3 separate regions of the Ovis aries genome follow, and regions 1 and 2 are each linked to region 3. A link is a contact called in public Hi-C data. All regions are on one chromosome and are shown on one strand. The core of a region is the stretch at or near the end of the contact, and the rest is flanking DNA. Distances in the headings are between cores, read along the strand shown. Region 1 holds the start of TMEM200B (transmembrane protein 200B). Region 2 holds the start of SRSF4 (serine and arginine rich splicing factor 4). Region 3 holds the start of EPB41 (erythrocyte membrane protein band 4.1).

Evidence for each region. A called contact is a pair of places that touch in the nucleus more often than the background predicts.
Region 1: a Hi-C map of muscle shows a contact between it and region 3, with 3 times the contacts expected there. The contact joins the promoter of TMEM200B here to the promoter of EPB41 in region 3. A contact is called at or near these places in 7 of 16 Hi-C or Micro-C datasets (blood, hypothalamus, liver and 2 more).
Region 2: a Hi-C map of liver shows a contact between it and region 3, with 4 times the contacts expected there. The contact joins the promoter of SRSF4 here to the promoter of EPB41 in region 3. A contact is called at or near these places in 12 of 16 Hi-C or Micro-C datasets (blood, hypothalamus, liver and 5 more).

The regions. Positions count from the first base shown.
Region 1 is chr2:238,166,293-238,170,015 of ARS-UI_Ramb_v3.0, reverse strand. TMEM200B (transmembrane protein 200B) reads right to left here and starts at 1,900. Exons shown (of 2, transcript XM_015092855.4): 1 at 1,820-1,900.
Region 2 is chr2:238,112,583-238,116,379 of ARS-UI_Ramb_v3.0, reverse strand. SRSF4 (serine and arginine rich splicing factor 4) reads right to left here and starts at 1,290. Exons shown (of 7, transcript XM_042244449.2): 1 at 1,048-1,290. The coding sequence starts at 1,154. It overlaps MECR (mitochondrial trans-2-enoyl-CoA reductase), which reads right to left. Exons shown (of 11, transcript XM_027965394.2): 11 at 2,067-3,797.
Region 3 is chr2:238,354,595-238,357,935 of ARS-UI_Ramb_v3.0, reverse strand. EPB41 (erythrocyte membrane protein band 4.1) reads left to right here and starts at 1,285. Exons shown (of 20, transcript XM_060411413.1): 1 at 1,285-1,407.

The DNA.
Region 1 (3,723 bases), core at 651-3,150, 190 kb after region 3:
TTTTCCGCAGCGGAGCTCCGAGCCAGGGACGCGCGGCAGAAGCCGGAGTTGGCCGGGCCCGCGGGCGGAGACGAGGGAGGGGGGCGCGGGCAGCTCCTTGACGCATCCTCGGCTGCGGGGCTCCGGCCGCCGGCGCCCTCTTGGCCAGCTTGAGGGTCCCGGGCTCGGGGAGGCGTGGGGACCCCGGCAGCGGCGTCTGCAGGGTAAGTCCCGCCCGCGATCGAGCTCACCCCCGCACGTGGCTGCACCATATAGTAAAGGAGGGAGGGGGCACTTGGCCGCCCGGGTCCGCCGGGGTCGCTGGCGGATCCCCTTCCCCCTACTGCGCTACACGTACCGCAGCGGAGGAAGGGGGGGGGGGGGGTTGTCACGGACTCCAGCCTCTTCCTGCCCGCCCCCTCTTCCAGACCTCCTCAGTCAGCACTGAAGCTGCAGCAAGACAGACTTGAGCTAGACTCCGAGAAGACCGCTCAGACCAAAACCAGCGGCAGACTTTGCACAGGATTTTTTGAAACTCCGCGAAGAGCCCCCTTCCCCTCCTCCAGCCGCCCATCCACGGTCCGGGCAGGAGGCAGGGGGCCGTGGGTGCCAGGCTCCGGGCCTTGCCGGTGAGCTCCTCTCCTGGCTCTCCTGTAGGCCCAGGCAACACTGTTCCCCAGGCTGCAGCGTTTCCAATTCGGGCTCCTCCGGATGAATCATCCCCCTTTCCCGCCGCCTGGCCTCCTTTCCGGCCTCCTCAGCCCGAGGCCTTAGTGGCCGCGTCCCGGCCAGAGCAGCACCGCCCTTGCACCCCAGGGTCTGGGCCGCCCGGTGTAAGCCCTTCCCAGCTGCTGGTGCGGCCCGGCCTGCGGCCTGAGGGACTGAATCCGGGCCAGGCGGGAGTAGCCGGGATACGTGTGATGTAGCCCCCACGAAAGGCTGGGTGTGGGAGGAAACGGTGCCCCGGCCCAGGCGCTCCGGGTCCCGCAGGAGAGGAGGGTTAGGACCTTGCTGTCCAGTGGTGCGTCCTGACTGCCCCAGTCTGGTTTCCCAACAGCTGCATCTCTGGAACCCGTAGCCGAGGCGCCAGGAAGGAGGGCTTGTTACCCTTCTCTCTCCCCATCCGCACCCCAAAGCTCAACGCAGGACATCCCATCCCTGCCTCCGACAGGAGCGCTGAAGGCCCAGGCCCTAGCATGGAGCCCGGCGTCTTCCGCGTCCAAGGCCTGGGGTTCACAGAGGGAAACTACGGCCCGGAGAGGTGGCTGGGTCTGCTGGGGTCACGCAGCGCACGCCACGCAGGACGCGGGGTCCACACAAGACCTAACCCCGGGCACTTCTCGGCACAGCCCTGGGAGCGTCCTGGGAGGAGGGGAGGCCCGTTCCCTGCCTGGTCTCTGAGTATGGAGCTCTTTCCCCAGCCCCAAACTGGAGAAATGACCACCCCCGCCCCAGCCCAGAGCTGGCGCCCCCGTCCCAACTCTCGAGCCACCCGCGGGTCCTGGCGGGTAGGGAAGGAAACGGAGGCCTGCCGAGAGAGGGATGGGGACAAGCTCAGACACTGAGATTTTGGAGGGTGTGAGTCGACGCTGGGGACCCCGGGAGAGGCAGCAACTTGGAGCCACAGTCCGAGGATCCCTGGTCGCAGGAAGTTGCTGGGGGCCGGATTCCTAACACTCCGGGGTCCCGCCTCTGCGCGCGTCCACACTCCTGCCGCGGGAAAAAAGGGAACCCCGCTCCGGCTCCTCCCCATCCCCAGGGCCTTTCTGGAGGGAGCGACCAAACAAAAAGTTGGGGAAAGTGGAGAGGTGAACACCACCAGGCCCCTAGTTTCGCTCACCTGGCGCTCAGCGCCGGAGTGGGTCCGGGTCCGAGTCCGCACGCCTGGGCTGCAGCCCTGCCGCGGTCTCCGTGGACTCTTGGCGCCCGGTCCCGCCCCCTGGCCCGGTCCCGCCCCGGTCCGGCCCCGCCCCCGCCCCGCCCACCGGGAGCCCCCGGGCCAGTTCGGCCGGTGTCCAGCCAGTGTCCGGCCCGGCCCCAAGGCTGGAAGGAGGCAGCGAGTCTCAAGGCTGAGGCTCGAAGGTAAGAGCTGTGTGCGCGCTCGGTGACTCGGAGGATCCGAGGGCCCCAAGTCCCCGGCTGACGTCTTTCAGAAGGCCTGGGAGGGTGCCCTCCCCACGTGGGAAGACTGAAACCCCTGCCTCGCTCCGCAGCCGGAGCGAGCAGACCCAGGATTGAAGCCGCACGCCCTCCCCCGCCTCGCACAATCCGTCCCTTCCAGGCGCCCCGGAGAGGACCCTCGGGCAACTGAGAGCCCACAGGTGCCAAGCGCCGTTCGAGGCGCTTCCCGAGGAGGCGGCCAGAGTTCCCGCTCCGCCCGACCGTACTATCTGAACCTTTCTGCATCTGAACCTCACAGTCTTCACCTGTAAAATGGGTGTGATGGTCTCTGCTTCACAAGATGCCGAGGGGCGAAAATCCGGCGTCAAGGGCGGGGCACACTAGAGGGGCACAGCCCGGGGTACGCCTCCGAGCGCTCGGAAGAGGAATCACTTTGCCGTTTAGTTGCTAAGTCGTGTCTGACTCTTTGGGACCCCCATGGACTCTAGCCCGCCAGGCTTCTCTATCCTTGAGATTCTCCAGGCAGGATACTGGAGTCGGTGGCCATGCCCTGCTCCAATCACGTTGGCGGGGAGGGTAAATAGAGAAGAACCGGATTCTCAGAGCCGAGGGAATCGGATGCAGCGTCGCCGGCCTCCCTAGCCTTCCCGAAGATGCTGCCTAGCGGGAGTGGGGAGACGGTGCTCGTCTCAAATCAGGAGGCGGGTTCGGAAATCCGCGGCGCCCCGCGCGGACCGGCCCACAGGGGGCTGCCCGGCCTTCGTGTCCCGCCCGCCCCCAGAGGCAAGAATGTGGCGCGGAGCCAGGGGGTCGGCGGGCGGCCCAGTTTCCATGATGCGGGGGGCGGAGGAGGAGGGGGCGGGGAGGTACGGGCAAATTGCCAGCCTCCGCCCCGGCCGCCCCCCAACCCCACTCCCGCAGCCCAGCTAGGGCCCCTCGGGAGGAATTTCCGGCCTGGGATTGATTATAACCCGCCCCTCCCCCGGTCGCCGAGACCCCCCGGCCCGCGGGGCGCTCGTGAAGGGGGATGGGCAGTAATGAGACCCGGCTGTGCGCCGGGGGGCCAGGCGGGGGAACTCGGGGCCCCCAAGCCCGCTGACGGGTCCCGGAGCCACACTGCACAACTGGGCCTCGAACCCAGGCTCCCGTCCTCTAGCTCGGCCGAGGAGACCAGGGGTGGCGTAGGCGCCCCGGAAGCCGCCTCGCCCCGCCACCGGCGACCGAGCATCCTCGGGAGAGTCCGAGGCCACTGCCGGGGGCGGGGCCTCCCCCGGTGGGCCGAGGCCTGGGTCCCGAGGAGGCCGCAAGGGGGCGAGGCTTCCCCGGAGCCACATCCCTGCGGGTCCGAGACCGCCTTCCTGCCGCCCCCTTGGGCCGCGAGGCTGCTGCGGCCCGAGCTCGCGTCTGGGCTGTGGCCGGCGCTCCGCCGGGGCCGCAGCCTTCTTCTTGCCTCCTCCCGCTTCTTGCTCCGCAGGAGGACCTTTCCTCTCGCCCTCGGTCCGCTCCTCACACACGGACCCCACCTCCGCCCTCTCAGCGTTTCCCCAAGGCCCATCCGACCCCGTCGCCCCTCTTGGCTCATTGGGTCACCAACTTCGGAGGCCAACCCGGGGTCTCCAGGGC
Region 2 (3,797 bases), core at 41-2,540, 240 kb after region 3:
AAAAGGGGGGAGGCAGCCAAGAATTCTTCTAACATCCAAGGTTTAGTACCCTAAAATATTTCCCCTACTCCTCTTTTTAATATCCGTGTCTTTTAAGTCCTACCTAACATTTCCTGGTTCTCAGTTTTCCCTGTTGAATATCTTCTCCAGTTCTGACTCATCTGTTATCCCTGAAACTTGTAGCTCCTGTGGGCCCTGCTCTACCAAGATAGATCAGAATACAAGTAACAGACCATAGCCGTATAGGAAGTCAGCAATTTTCTAACTGTAGGTCTCCGTCTACATCAACGAGTTGACAACACAAGGTGGCCACTATTCTCCAACAAATTCGACAACCTCAGAGCAATTTCCTGGCAAGCTGAGGAACGGAAACCCCAGCATGGAAACTGTACGCAGTCTTAAAAGATAGCTGGCTAAGACTTTTAATTTACCCTTGTAGAGGGAACGGTGAAGGCTTTCAGAACCGCAAGTCGATACTTTTGAAACCATCCCTAGACTATTCAAACCAGTCTCCCGCCCAAAAAAAGAATAGCACATGGCAAAGCTAAAAAAAAGAAGGCGGGGGGGCGGTCCCTTCAGAGCTCCCGTCCCTGGGAGAGATGCGCTGTGACCACCTGATCCAGTAAACTGGGTAAGAGGTGAAAAGGAAGCACGAAATTTGTTTCCAGCAGCCCTCAGAGCGGGAAAGGTTGGTCTCTGCTGGAGACGAACCAGGCCCCGGTCCCGGGCCCGAGAAGGAAAAACCCAGGCCGCCCTGGAGCTGTGTGCCCTCCCGCCCGCAGCCCCAATCCCACTCGGGTTTTCCTCCCCCGCGTCCCACTCAGCGGCTCACCATCGCTCCTATTATCCCTCCGCCACCCCCACCCGCGCAGGCGCAGTGGGAACTGGGGCCTACCCGCGCCCCCGAGGCGCCGCTACTATGGCGGAGCCGGAGATGGCCGGTAGCAGCTCCTAGTGGGGCAGGCGTCCCTCTCCCGTCCCCATGGCCTCCCGCCACCGCCGGGGGCCCCGTTCCCACATGGCAGGCCCCTCTTCAGTCCTCCTCACCCGTTCTTCAGATCCACCTCCAGGATCTTCCCATAGCCCTTAAAGAAGCGCTCAACATCGCGCTCCCGGGCCTGGTAGCTCAGGCGGCCGATGTACACCCGTGGCATCCCGGCAACGGCGGCGGCTACTTGGCCCGGCCCCAGCCCCCCTTAGGCGGCGGCCGGCGAAGCGAGAGCGCGGCGACGGCGGCGGCGGCGGCGGCGGCAACGGGCGGGCGGCGGGACGGACGTAGCCGAACCCGGTGACGTACGCGAGCACGCAGCTCGCGAGCACGCGCCTCCCGCCTCCCCGCAGGCGGAGGGTAACGGGAGGGAGAGAGCACGTTCGCTTCCCGCCCGGCCAGGGACGGGGGCGGGGCCTGCCCGGGGGCGCGCCGGCGTGGGGCGGGGCCAGGTGATCGACAGGCGGTGCGGGCGGGTGCTGGGCCTTCAATCCCCTCGGCACGTTCTCTCGCGAGCTTGGCGCGCAGCGTAGCCCGCTGGCTTCGCCGCTTCCCCCGGAAGCGTTCATGCCTCCCTCCACAATCCTGCCAGTGTTTCTGCTTTTGTCCTTTGCACCGGGAGTGGCTTCGACTTTTCGAGCAGGAGATTTGGAATTAAACCTGGCTTCTAATCATCTAAATATCTGTGACCTTGGGCTCGTTACGCCCTGCTCGTTGAGTCCCGTTTGTTTTCTCTATAAAAGGGGAGAGTAACTGCAACATAGGACATCCCAGCGTATCTTAAGTGCCCAATAAAGTAATACCAGTATTATTTTAAAAATAGGACTTGTTTTAATGAAAGCAACGTGGAAAGTGAAGAAGGCTGGAACTATGGAGCTGGATTAGGCTTGATACTGGCTACATCACTGGACCATTTTCTAAGTTGTAAAATTAGAATAATTTATCCCATCTCAGTGGACTACCAGGGTAACGAAAAGTGGATGTGAAAGAGCTTGGGACAGTATCTGGAACGTGGTAGAAGCTCGATAAATATTGGGTCTCTTTTCACTAATCCAATTTACCTAGAACCACAAAGAAGTTTTGTTTCTTTACTGTTTTTATTTTAAAAATCATATGTTGAACGGATAATTCATTAACTGGTTCAAATGGTATACAGTGAAAAACCTTTACCAGCTCTGACCTCTGGTGGCCTAGAGGCAATGTAATCCGTTTGTAAATGACCTTTTAGAGGTATTTTACACATACAAAGTAAATGGTGATGTACTACATACAATTCTGCACTTAATAGACTGATAATTTGAAAATCATTGCATTAGAGTAGAAAAGGAGCTTTCTCCATTTCCTCATCAACACGTTATCAAACTTTATGATCTTTGTCAGTCTGTTAGCTGAGAAATGGTTATCTCTGGATAGTTTAATTTGCAGTTAAGTGCGGTGAGCCTCATATATTTAAGAGATATATTTTCTCTTTCTGCTGTGTCTGTGTCTGCTTATATTTCTGCCCATTTTTCTTACAGGTTTATAGTTCACTAGCTCTTTGTCAAATGAGTTGCAAATATTTTTTCCCGGTTTGTTGACTTTTGACTTTGCCTAGAGTGCTTTTTTGCCATGCAAAAACAACAGATGTTCATGGGATCGAATTTATCCTTTTACTTTGATTCTGGATTTTGTGTTGTAGTTTGAAAGGCCTTCCTCACTCTGAGCTTAGAAAAATTTTTTAAAAGTACTTCCCATGATTTATTCTTAAAAAAAAAAAAAAAAAAAAAATTTCCCCCCATGCCACAGGGCATTTTGAGATCTTAGTTCCCTGACCAGGGATCCAACCAACCTTGCCCCCTGCATTGGAAGCCTGGAGTCTTAACTATTGGACCCCTAAGGAGGTCCCTATCCTGTTACTTTTAGAACTGATTTTTATGTTGTAATCTTGATCCATTTGATATTTAGGAAAGTGTGAGGATCATAATATTCTGAAGTGCTAACCTTGGTTGGTTATATTATCTGCTCAACCTATCGTACAGATGGGAAGAGCGCCCCCTAGAGGCGAAAGGCCTGTCGCTAAAACCCTCAAGTTCTAAGAGCTCCCTAAATTGGGCACCTCCTTCCAGCAAGGTGCCACTCCATTCGGACACTCCATTCACTCTATCCTGTTATTCCTTCCATGTAAGTATTCATGAATCCACTCCTCTCCACTCCCACTTACTAAGCCAGTTCAGGCCTCGTCATATTGTTCAGACACCGGGCTTTAAACATGTTGTTCCCCCAGCCTGGAAACTTGGCTGACTTATTCAGGGCTCAGATGTTCCTTGCCCACCTTCTCTCGAGTACCTCCCCCCTCCCACCCCCATCCCTGCCACCATGAAACCACTGTAGTTTTTTCTCCCACGCACCTCGCTTATTCGCGCCTTCACTGGCTTCTGGTGTCAGGGGCCAGGATTTTTTTTGTCTCCTGCTGTATCCCTAGCACCATCGACAGTGCCTTTTACATAACAGGTGTTCAGAATATTTACTGAATGAATTCTCAACTGGACTGCTTCAATGGCCTCCTTATTCTTTTTTTCATGCTTCTCCATGAGACGTAGACTCAGGGAAACTGGGTGACATGTTATCACTGAACAAAATCAAGGAGTCCTGAGAAAGGAGGGAACTCAGGGCCAACTGTGGGGCCAAAGGAACGGGGGTTGACTGGCCCAGTGACCGGATAGGGTCAGGGGGCCTGGCTTGTGGTGCCAGCTTGCTTCCTGATGTGCGGCCTTGAGCAGCTCACCTCCTCTCTTTCTCTTCTGGAAAAGTGGTGATAGTAAAACCGCAA
Region 3 (3,341 bases), core at 36-2,535:
GCAAAACATGAATTTCTATAATAAAGGCTGGCACTTCTGGAATGCTTACCCTGAGACTGGCACTGTTCTTATTAGTACTTTACATGGGTTATTTCACTTAACGGTCCGCAGCTTGTAAGTAGTAGCAGGTTCTGACTCTCGACAATCTGATTCCTGAGTCCATCTAATAGAAAGACCATTGAAGTCACAGGAAGTCACTTGCCAGTGAGCTTCTGTATGTCCGATTTGCCCCCAAAAGGGATTCATGGGTCTCCAACATGAAGTAGCGTATGATTTTGTGATTCTGCCATTCCTCAGCTCGGAAGAGGGATTAGGTTTGTTCTTTGTGGGCAGGACTCCTAAAGGGCAGAGTTGGCCTTAATAGGCAGAGCTTTTGAAGTCTCTGGACGGGTTTAAAGTGAAGGAGGCCTGACTGGGAAGTGATGAGCTTCCCATCACTGAAAGTGTGTGCGTATGGACTGTACTCCACCAGGCTCCTCTGTCCATGGGATTTCCCAGTAAGAATACTGGAGTGGGTTGCTATTTCCTTCTCCCAGGGTATCTTCCCGTCCCAGGGATTGAACCCGTATCTCCTGCATTGGCAAGCGGATGCTTTTACCACTGAACCACCTGGAAGTCTGTGAGCACAGCTCTGAAATGCGGTACAGAGGGGAGGGGATTTGGACCAGTGACTATGTAAGCCCCTTCCAGCGCTGATAGGACAGACAATAAGGAAGGGAAAGTCTCTTAGTGGGAAGATGCGAATAAAGGGGACCAGAGTCCACACTTACTGAAGACCACCCAACCGTGCGCCAGCCCGGAGCTTGGTACTTAACATATATTGCTAATTCTCAGGAAAATATTCTTCAAGATTTATAGTTGAGGAAACTCAGCTTCAGAGTAGTGACTCTGACACAGACGGCACAGGGCATCCAGGGGTCCTCTTCAGGGTTACTTCCCTAGTCCCCTGTGACCAAGTCCGTGTCTCCCTTCCAGACTTAGGGGGTAGCACCACGTGGCAAATTGCATCATACTTTTGCCATACGACGTTAGACACCGCACCAGCCAATTCAGGCGCTCCCAGTTCGAACCTCCGCAGACCCAGCGGGTCAGCAACCCTACCGGCCAGCGCGGGGCGTCGCGTCAGGCCGCACCTGCAGCCCTTGCCCCTTCCCGGTTGCGACGCTCTCTCTGCCCCGCCCAGTTCCTCCCCCCTCCTCCCCGCCGCTCTGCTGACTGGCAGTTGCCTGCACCAATCCTAAGGCACCCCGGGTCGGGGGCGGGGCCTCACGCCAGAGTTGCCCTGTCAGTGCAGGTGGAGGCCCCCGAAGGGGCAAAGTGGCAGGAACCTCTTAAAGGGCGAGAGCGGCGGAGGGCGAGAACGCGGCCCGGCCCGGCCCGGCCAGGTCCCCGCCCTGTCCAGCCCAGGTGAGCCTGGACCTCCTGAGGGACGAGCCCGGGTCCCGGGAGGGACGCGGTGAGAGACAGACGGACGCACTCCCCAAGGGCCGGGGCGTCCCGCGGGGAGCGGGGAAAGGTCTGGTTCTCAGGGTCGGGGGCGCTATAGAGGTCCCGGGTCCCCAGTTTCGAACTGGGGGTCCAGTGGGGGGGGTCTGGGATTCCCGAAGTTCAGGGTGCGGGGAGGGGCAGGGGAGGCAGGAAAGGGGTCCGAGAGCTCGCGTCCGGAGCTGGGCGCTGGGCGCGCGGTCCCAGCCGGTTCCGGGCCTGTCTGGGGCGGGGGTCCGGGGTGAGGCGCGGGCGGGCGGGTCTCTGCGGAGGGCTGCAGCCCAGGCTTCCCCCACTACCACCCCCTGAACCCCGCCCTGTGGGCCCTGCGTGCTCCTGCCGGGCGGGCTGCAGCGCGGCTGGAGCGGGTGGGAGGGCGGCGCGCGCCGGGAGCGGGCAGCCCGGTCCCGGCCCCCGCGCCCCGCTCCGGCCCTTACGTAACTGACTTTGAGTTTCCGGACTGAGGGGCCCGCGAGCTGGGGCGCCGGCTCTGCCGGCCAGGGTGGCTCTGCTGCCGCCGCCCCGGCCGCACACGCTCCCTTTCCAGGCTGGGTTTAGGGGACTTCTCTCTGCCTCCGGTCGGCCGGGTCTCCCAGTCGTGCTCTGATTCCGGCTAGATCTCATCTCCCGGTTCCCTGTGTCTCTCGTCTCCTCTGTGTGTGGCCCGGCCTCTCCCTGTCCTGCCCTCATCTACACTTTCTAGCAGACCCCACCTCTGTGGGTTGGGATAGGACTTCTTCCTTCCAGCAAATTGGAGGCCAGGACGTGTCCAGACCAACCTCAGCCCAAGTTTGCCCCAGAAGGAGGGCGGGGAGGACTACCTGGTAGGATTAGGGGAGGTTACTCCGGAGGCCCACAGATTCTTCTGGGAGAGGAGTGACTGAATGGGACCCCTTAAATTCCCAGATTAGGACTGAAGGCAGCTCCCCACCCCCCCTTTGCTTCTGAGCCCTTTCTCCAGGAGGATGTTTGGGGAGAGCCTGACCTGGGTTGGGGCTTCGGGCAGCTGGAAGTCCCTGGAAGAACTGCTCAGCTACTGAAGGATGAGGGTGGGGCCCCGGGGCACCCAGAGCACTGGCAGCAGAGCCCCAGAGGCTACTTACTGCATGCTCCCACCTTCACCCCAGTTACAAGCTGGGGACTGGCCTTGGCAGAAGGCTGGGGGTGGGGAGGGGATCAACAGGAGGCCACCAGAAGACTTTTCATGGAGGGGGCGTGAGGGAGGGTGGAGGTATAAGTGACAGACTCTCAGGTCTAAGGGGGCACTCAGTGGGGTCACTCTCTGCCTTCAGGGTCCTTCTGAGTGTCAGAGAAACAGACACCTCAGAAATAACTCCTGCACCGCAGCTGTCCAGTGTATGTAAACAAGGTGTTAAGAGCACCGGTGAGGTGGGAGTTGTTCATTCTGACCAGGGGTGGGGAGGAGAAACTTGGCAGAGGAGGTGGGAGTTAGGGGAAGAAGGGCATTCCGAAGCTGTAGGGAGCGCGGAGAGGAGGGACAGAAGGGGACTTCGGGGATCCTATAGGCTTTTCGTGCAGCAGAGCTGGGTTTGAAGCCTGGCCCTGCCATTTCCTTGCTATGTGACCTTGCATGAGTCATTTCACCTCTCTGAGCCCCAGGTTCCTCCTTTATCAATAATCCAGATCTTACAGGCATTAGCAGAATCAAATGAGCACTGAGTGTGCAGTGACCGGAATGGTAGCTGGTCTGGGAACAGGCCAGCAGGGGTGCATTAAGAAGGGAATGGGGTGAGGAAGCCCTGAGGTTTCCTCTGTGTATACAGAAGAGTCAGGCAGGACCTGCCAGGTCCCTGGCAATGTGGGATACGGGTGGAGTGTCTTGTGTGGGTGACACC